Linked DNA regions of Zea mays: region 1 is linked to region 2. Evidence: chromatin contacts called from public Hi-C data. All regions are on one chromosome and are shown on one strand. Each heading gives the region's core, a stretch centred on a gene start, on an enhancer-like site or on the middle of the called end of the contact. The rest is flanking DNA. Distances are from core to core; before and after follow the strand shown.

Region 1 (3,638 bases), core at 995-3,494, 120 kb before region 2:
GGGAACAGGTAGCAGTTTCTCGTTCGAGTGCAGAGGCTGAGTTACGTGTTATGGCTCTTGTGACTGCTGAGGTTACTTGGTTCCAGTGGTTGCTTGAGGATTTTGATGTCTCTATTTGTATGCCGATTCCTCTTTTGTATGACAGTAAATGTGCTATTAGTGTTGCTCGTGATCCGGTAAAGCATGAGCTTACCGAGCATATTGGTGTTGACGCTCATTATACACGAGCACATATACATGATGGTGTTGTTTCTCTTTGGTACGTACCGTCAGAGCTTCAGCTGGCAGATTTTTGCACCAAGGCACAGACCCATGCTCAGCATCGGATTTATCTCTCCAAATTAAACTCAACGTTCTTGATCCACCGTGAGTTTGACCCGGGTGTTAGTGATATATGTCCATATTTATATTTTTCCCTTATATATTTGTAATCTGGTGTACTTATATATATTTGGTTCTAGAACGCTCCTCATAATATAGATGTACTATTTGTATCAGTAGCCACCTCCACTGTTAAAAAAATGCAGCTGCTGCCAGGACACCGGTCCTAACACTATTGGCCGACCCACACATCGTCACCGTTTTGTAATAAACATGATTCGTCGATATGTACTGACAACATTGAAAACTGCAAACAGCAGAAACTGTGCTGCATCTCTTTCCTGCGATCTTATCACAGCAATGCTTAGCTAGTAAGAGTACTAGTATTTTTTTAAGACATATGGAGTAGATCCCAAGTCAATGCAACCGCTCTCGTACGTTGGGAAGCAACGCAGCCAAGCTCTCATCTCATCTCATAGGCCACATGTAAACTTGATGAGGTGATGTGATGTGATGCACATCTTGTACTATTCTAGAGCTGTTGTGATGTCGGCTGCCACTGGTTTCAAATCACAGAGAAGGTGCCGTGCAGGGAGGCACCCAGCGAGAGCATATACTACTGTATGTCTCATTGATAATCTTCTTCGAATTCTCATGCATTGCTGGTATATATATATACACACACACTCTCCATGACAGATGGCAAAACCACAGTTTTTTCCCCAATTTAATTAATTACAGTCCTAGCTAGCTAGTGTTGCTTGACTTTGCTTCGGGCAATGTGTGGCCAATCTGCCCTGGGGAGCAGATTCTGTGGGTTGGGTTCACCTGCGTACGTACTTTACCTGCGGATTTCCTTTGCCATGCACACTCCCTCAATTAACATTTTATATTTTGGTAGTAAGCTAAGGTTTTAATCTTTCACAAGTCGTGGTCTCACATACTGTCATGACGATGTCGTTCAGCTAAGAGAAAAGGAAACCCCCTTTCTGTTATACCACAACAGAAATACAAATATTTGAGCATAGAGATGAGAAGAGAGATGGAAGAATCTGTCCGACTTCGCGATACGGCTTTAACCCGGTTGCGGCTTCTACAATATTTTGTTTCTATGGATTGCAGCTGCGGGCAGCCGAACAAGATAGTTCAGTCAGCCGTCGCAGTAGTAGCTTAGCCCACTGAATCCTGATGGATCCAATTCCAAGTGTCAAATGTAACTATCAGGGTACATTTTTTTACATACATAAACTCCTGACATCAGGAACACTTCGTTTTTTTTTCCTGTGATGCACGCATGGATCTGGCCGTGGGTTAGCTTGGGCAGGAAAGGGTGTTAGAAAAGACAAGGGCCAACATCGCAATCGCAAGGCTCTGGAAGAAAGAACTGGCCAGCAATACCCAGCTTCAGTTGTTTGGTTCCAAGTTGCCAATTATTGACAAGACAAAATGTACGATGGCTATGCATCGCTGCACCAGAAAACAAGCATACATGCATGCAGCATTATCCGCTGGAGCTGTATTTAAACTGCAGGAAAGAATCTGTATTTAAACTGATTGCTACAAGGATCATTACAAAACAAGCAACGGGCCGGGACTTATCATGAGACTTGTTTAAGCCCACTGTCAGTGCAATAAACAAAATCCAGTTATGTAGAGAAGTCCAAGAATAAACGTACGGCTTTACCTTCAAGAATCTGTATATTTTTTTTCTTGGTTCAGAAAACAATCTGTATTTTTCACTGGTTGGAGTTTGGGCGTAGGTTGCCGCGAAAGCTTTCACCAACAATCATGCATATAGAAAAGGGATTATATTAGTATAACAAGTACACACAGCAATGTGTGAATGTGAATAAACAAGTCCATCCAGGCCAACTGCATCTGGCAATTAAAATCATCTCTCCCGGCCGAGTAAGGACAGGAGGCACCACCCGTTTTTTACTCTCAATAATTCCCAGTTGGCTGTTCTGACTTGACACAGAGAGGGATGCGATGAACAACACAAGACGCCGCTGTTTATTTTTTAAAGAAAAGGAAAGAAAAGAAGAAAAGGACAGAAACTAGAAGTTGACCCCATCATTTGTCCCAAGAAATGCCAGCAAATGAGCTTGCTTCCGTGTGTATAAGTAGTGGATTAGCTGAGGCTCGGGGTGGTTCAGGTGATAAGGAAAGGTAGTGGTAGGAGGATAGATGGAGAGGAAACGGAAGGAGATGGAGAAGGGCAAGTCTGAGCTGAGACTGGCCATGGAGGAGCTCCGTTTGTGCGGTTCAAGAGATGGGGCGGAGGAGGAGGAGGAGGTGCAGGTTCAGCAGGTGAAAGTGCAGGAGCAGCACAAGTCATCCACAATGGACCTCCTCTATGTCTCCAAGCAGCTCATCCATGTCCTTGGTTCGTAACTCATTATGCTCTGTCATACATATGCAAGTTCTGTACTGAAAAACAGCTCCATTTTCAGTCCAGTTATTATTTTTTTGAAAGATCCGGTTGCCCGGCTTTGATTTGTAATAAGGAGGTCTAGCGACCATTTTCAGTCTGGGTTATTTCGATCGATTGTCAGGTAGTTTCAGACTTTCAGCAGGTCTAGTGTTCTGATCAATAACCATCAATTGTTTTACCTTGTTTTGTTCATATACAGTATGTTCTTCTGAGGGGACTTTTCAGTAGATGTGATGTTATTATTCTGAATCTTGCTTTGCATTGAGCAAAGGGGAAAAAAATGGTTGTTTCTGTATGCAGGTTCTGTGTGCAGGTGTTGTGGGTCAGGTTTAGCATTCCTCAACGTGTTGTCATATATGGGATGTGACAATTTGCACACACACTTTGTGCCCTGTTGGATTCTTGGAGGGAATGGATACCTCAACTAAATAAGTGGCCAAGAGGCATTTAACCTTTTTCTGTCATGGATCATGATGCCACCAAATTGGACATGTGCTGATATATTTCTTTTAGCCTGACAGGCAGTGATCAGTGATGTAGTGCCATAGCGCTTCCCAAATGATTTCTTTTTCAGACATCATAGGGCTTGTTATTAAACCTTTTTTTTCTGTAGTGGAAGTCTTTAGTAAAATTTCCTAGAACAGTACATTGAGAAGATACAAAGTTTTGTAAAAAGCAACATATTCCATTGGCTGTTGCTTTTTCGTGTGCTACTCTCTCCACTATATATCTCTCTCTTTCTGAAAAATCAGAGTAAACTGACAAACTCTACCCTCTGTTGGATGAAGATGAGATTGGACCAACTCTGCTAGTCCTGAGGCAGGACATTCAGCAAAATGTCCAGGTAACCCACCCTTCTGCACTTAGCATGCCTGTCATCACT
Region 2 (3,572 bases), core at 871-3,370:
TCCGCCTCTCTTCGACTCTACGTCGATTAGAGGAGTCTAGGTCGGCCTGCCGAGCCTAGACAACACGTAGGATCTCTCCTCCCCGACGGGGTCCCTCCCGGGAGCGAGATCCAGGCGCCGCCGGCGACCTTCGCCACCCCCTGCGCACGCGCGGACCGTCCGGCCGTCAGGCAGGGAACCTTTGCCCCTGCTCCAGGTCGCGGACCGTCCGGTCCCTGGTCGCGGACCGTCCGCGCCTGTGCAGAGAGCACCGCCGCCGGTTCTTGTTGAGTGTTTGGCACCCGAAAAAGGTGTCAACAAAAAGATTAAAGAAATTAGTGCTCTAAAACTATTTTGTCTAATACATTATTGACAAAATTACTTAGATCACCAAAAACTTGGGTATTCAATGAATACCCATGACACCCACGTGGGCCTGCCCCTTCCCTGCACGTCCGTCCTCCATATCTTTTTTTGTTTTGTCCAAAAAAACTGCAATGTTTCTCTGTTGGCGTCGTTATAGTCGCCAATCACCACGAGTCCATGATGGATACCGGCGAAGGTGCTTTCTGCGGAGGAGGCGTGGACGGTCCGCGACCTGGTACAAAAGCTAGTGTTTCTGTCCGACGGGCCGGATAGTTTGTGCCTGATGGCAGAACGGTCCGGGCATGTGCAGAGGCGACGGATTTCACCAAGAGCACCTAGATCTCGCTCCCGAGAGGGACCCTGTCGGGAGGAGAGATCCTAGGGCTTGTCTTGGGATCCGCAGGCCACCCAAGACGTCTCTAAACGACATAGAATCTTATGGTGTGTTTGGTTTGTGGAGTCACTCTATGCTTCATGAGGTGATGCATCATAGGTTCATTCCATCAATTTTGGTGGAATCAACTCACTCCTCATTTATATACTAATTATTAGCTTATGAGGAATGAGATGATGATGGATCAACTCATTCTATTCCACAAACCAAATAAAAAAGTGATGAGTGAGAAGAAGATGGATTACTTCATTCCTCAAACCAAACACACTATTAGAGAGGTGAAGATTAGAGGATGAGATCTATGTTACTAAAGATATATTGATTGTTTGATTAATTGTTGGTTGTTTAATCGGTCGTACCTCTTCAAATATATAAGGGGAAGGTATAGACCCGTTCCTAAGCGTTTTTGTGGGATTAGAGGACTAAACACGTGAGCTAGAAGCTTTAACCGTCTGATTCGATCTATTCGTGGATCATCCGCGGCTATGGACCTCCGTCCATCTGTGCCCAGTGCTACAAATATTGATCAACAGTTTCAGATTTAGAACATTGTTTTTTGTTGAGTTACAAATTGCAATAACGAATGAATAATACCAGAAAGTGAGTTCACAAGCACAAAAGCTGAGAACCGAACCCATATTTCTCTGCGTCTATTTGACTGTCTGTCCGCGGCCGTTTTTGGGCTACATTTGTAGCGGGCCTCGTGGGCTGGCACGGAGGTGAAAGCGAGACCCGCGGGTCGGGGCTGAGTCCAATCCACAACATAATAATAGCACAGTAACGATGAGACAGCTGAAGATGAAGCGCTGACATGCATATGTTTTATGGCTGATTTTTAAATCTGCCACATTGACAATCACTCAACAACGTCCTCTATATTCATCTTCTATATCTGTCCTTTACAGTCTACTCTAAAAAATTTCATCCTCTATATCTCATTTCTCTCCAACAACGTCCTCTAAATCACGTCCTCTATACTCAAATACCCATATAAAAGATATTTTTTAATTTTATTTTTTATACATACGTATTTATCATACTCTCAAATGTATTATACATATTTTAGTTTTGCTAAACCGGTTATTTAAAGTAGTCAAATGGATAGAGGACCGTTTAGAGAAACTTTATATATAGAGAATCCAGCAGCGTCCTCTAAATTTAAAGAACCGTTTAAAGGACGTTGCTGGAGAGCGTAGAGGACCATTTGGTCCTCTATATTTAGGGTAGAGAACCCTTTAGGGGGCCTTGTTGGAGCCAGCCTCACCGTAAACATATACGGCCTGATTGGTTGTCCGCTTGGCCACGTCCAGGCTCGTCACGCGCGTTGACCGTGTGCATGCATATGATTGGTGGCCTGTACCGGCTGAGCGTAGTCTGCATGCACGAGTACAACCTAGTTATTTTCTACCACTTCCACCTGCACGCACAGAGATGCTAGGAGAGAGCTTCGCTGGTCACCCGTGCCGACGCGAGCCTGATTCCCACGAACACATCAACCAACCACGCGCATATCAACCACATGTTCACATATAGCTACTCGCTCCTAACTAGCTAGGTATGTCTGCAGATTCAAAGTTTGTTGGACGACCCCATCTTGGGACCAAGACCAAAATCAACAGGTACTGTAGTTGTAGCTACTGTAGGCAAAGGCAGGGCTCTCGATCACATTCTCATCATCATCCATCAGTTGAGCAGCTGAGCTGAGGCTGATGTATAATGGATGCGTTTTGCTCGTTAGTTAGCAGGAAGCCAAGTTGATGAGCAGGTAGCTGGTCTTTTGGTTTGCTAATCTATATCCATCACATGCACGACACACACTATCATGCATACCTCGAAAACCTACTTATAATCTGGAAAGGAGGGAATACTACTATCTAGCTATTCATCAGTGTTCAGTATGCATGTATTGAAGTATCATTATTCACTCTGCTGCAGTCCTGGCTAGGGCTAGCTGTAGCAGTACTAGTACTGTACTTGACCGCACCATCGAGCAGCCGTCCTCCTCACTTTTGACATGCATGGACGACACGATGTGGCCTCCTCTCTGCAAGCACCTGCGTGCGCTGCACTGAGGTGAAGAACACATGCTACTGCTGCATACATATGAGCAGTGCCTTTCATCTGCCTTTCAGGTATCTACCGGTTCAATGGACAAATATGCCATGCATGCCACCCAGAAAAGCTAGATCGTCAGGTTCCTGTGCAGATTAAACAAAGACTGACGATGAGCGTGCAATTAATAATGGTGAAGCTCTCTGTTCAGATTATTCAGAGGTTGCATGAGGATTGAGGAACATATATATGCAGCATGGTCCAGCTGATACATCATCAGTCGCTAGCGCTGATACTGCTGATAGAATGCAACCTTGTACGCACGCGAGCAGCGCAGGACAGGACACCGGGAAAGCGGGTGGTGTTAACTATGTTTTCTTTATGAGATGAGATGTATCATCTGCTGCTACTACTTAGCATGTGCCTGAAAAGCGTAATGGCAGAGGTATGTATGTATGTATGTATTCAGCCATGCCATGCGGACGCACGCAGGACGGGACGAGGAGGGAGACGATGCAATGCAAGCGGTGGCGAGTAGTGCTCTCAATCAAGAACAAGAAGGACCGAAGAAAGAAAGCTCTCCCCTCCCCTCTGCATGAATGCATGCATATACATGCGCTTTGCGCTCGCACTCCGATGCAAGAAGCTAGCTAGCTAGGGCGCCGGGTCAGGCATTCGATTCAGTGCCGGCCGCTGGACTGGGACTGGGACCCCCCCGCCGGCCCCTTTTCTTCCTGCAGGCTGCAGCCCAGCTCCAGCCTTCAATTCAATTCCACCACCG

The links. A called contact is a pair of places that touch in the nucleus more often than the background predicts.
Region 1: a Hi-C map of ear shows a contact between it and region 2, with 4 times the contacts expected there. The contact joins the promoter of LOC103628951 here to the enhancer-like site in region 2. A contact is called at or near these places in 6 of 25 Hi-C or Micro-C datasets (bundle sheath, ear, leaf and 2 more).

What each region holds. Positions count from the first base shown.
Region 1 is chr6:7,499,500-7,503,137 of Zm-B73-REFERENCE-NAM-5.0, reverse strand. It overlaps LOC103628951 (glycolipid transfer protein 2), which reads left to right and starts at 2,244. Exons shown (of 5, transcript XM_008650138.3): 1 at 2,244-2,707; 2 at 3,544-3,599. The coding sequence starts at 2,509.
Region 2 is chr6:7,382,574-7,386,145 of Zm-B73-REFERENCE-NAM-5.0, reverse strand. No RefSeq gene overlaps it. Among protein-coding and RNA genes, the nearest start is that of LOC100382671, 20 kb to the right of the region's middle. Within about 2 kb of position 2,120, at least 11 of the 20 cell types and tissues checked have an H3K27ac peak or open chromatin away from gene starts, as enhancers often do. A contact at or near this core is called in ear, leaf, root tip and 1 more, where this site is marked.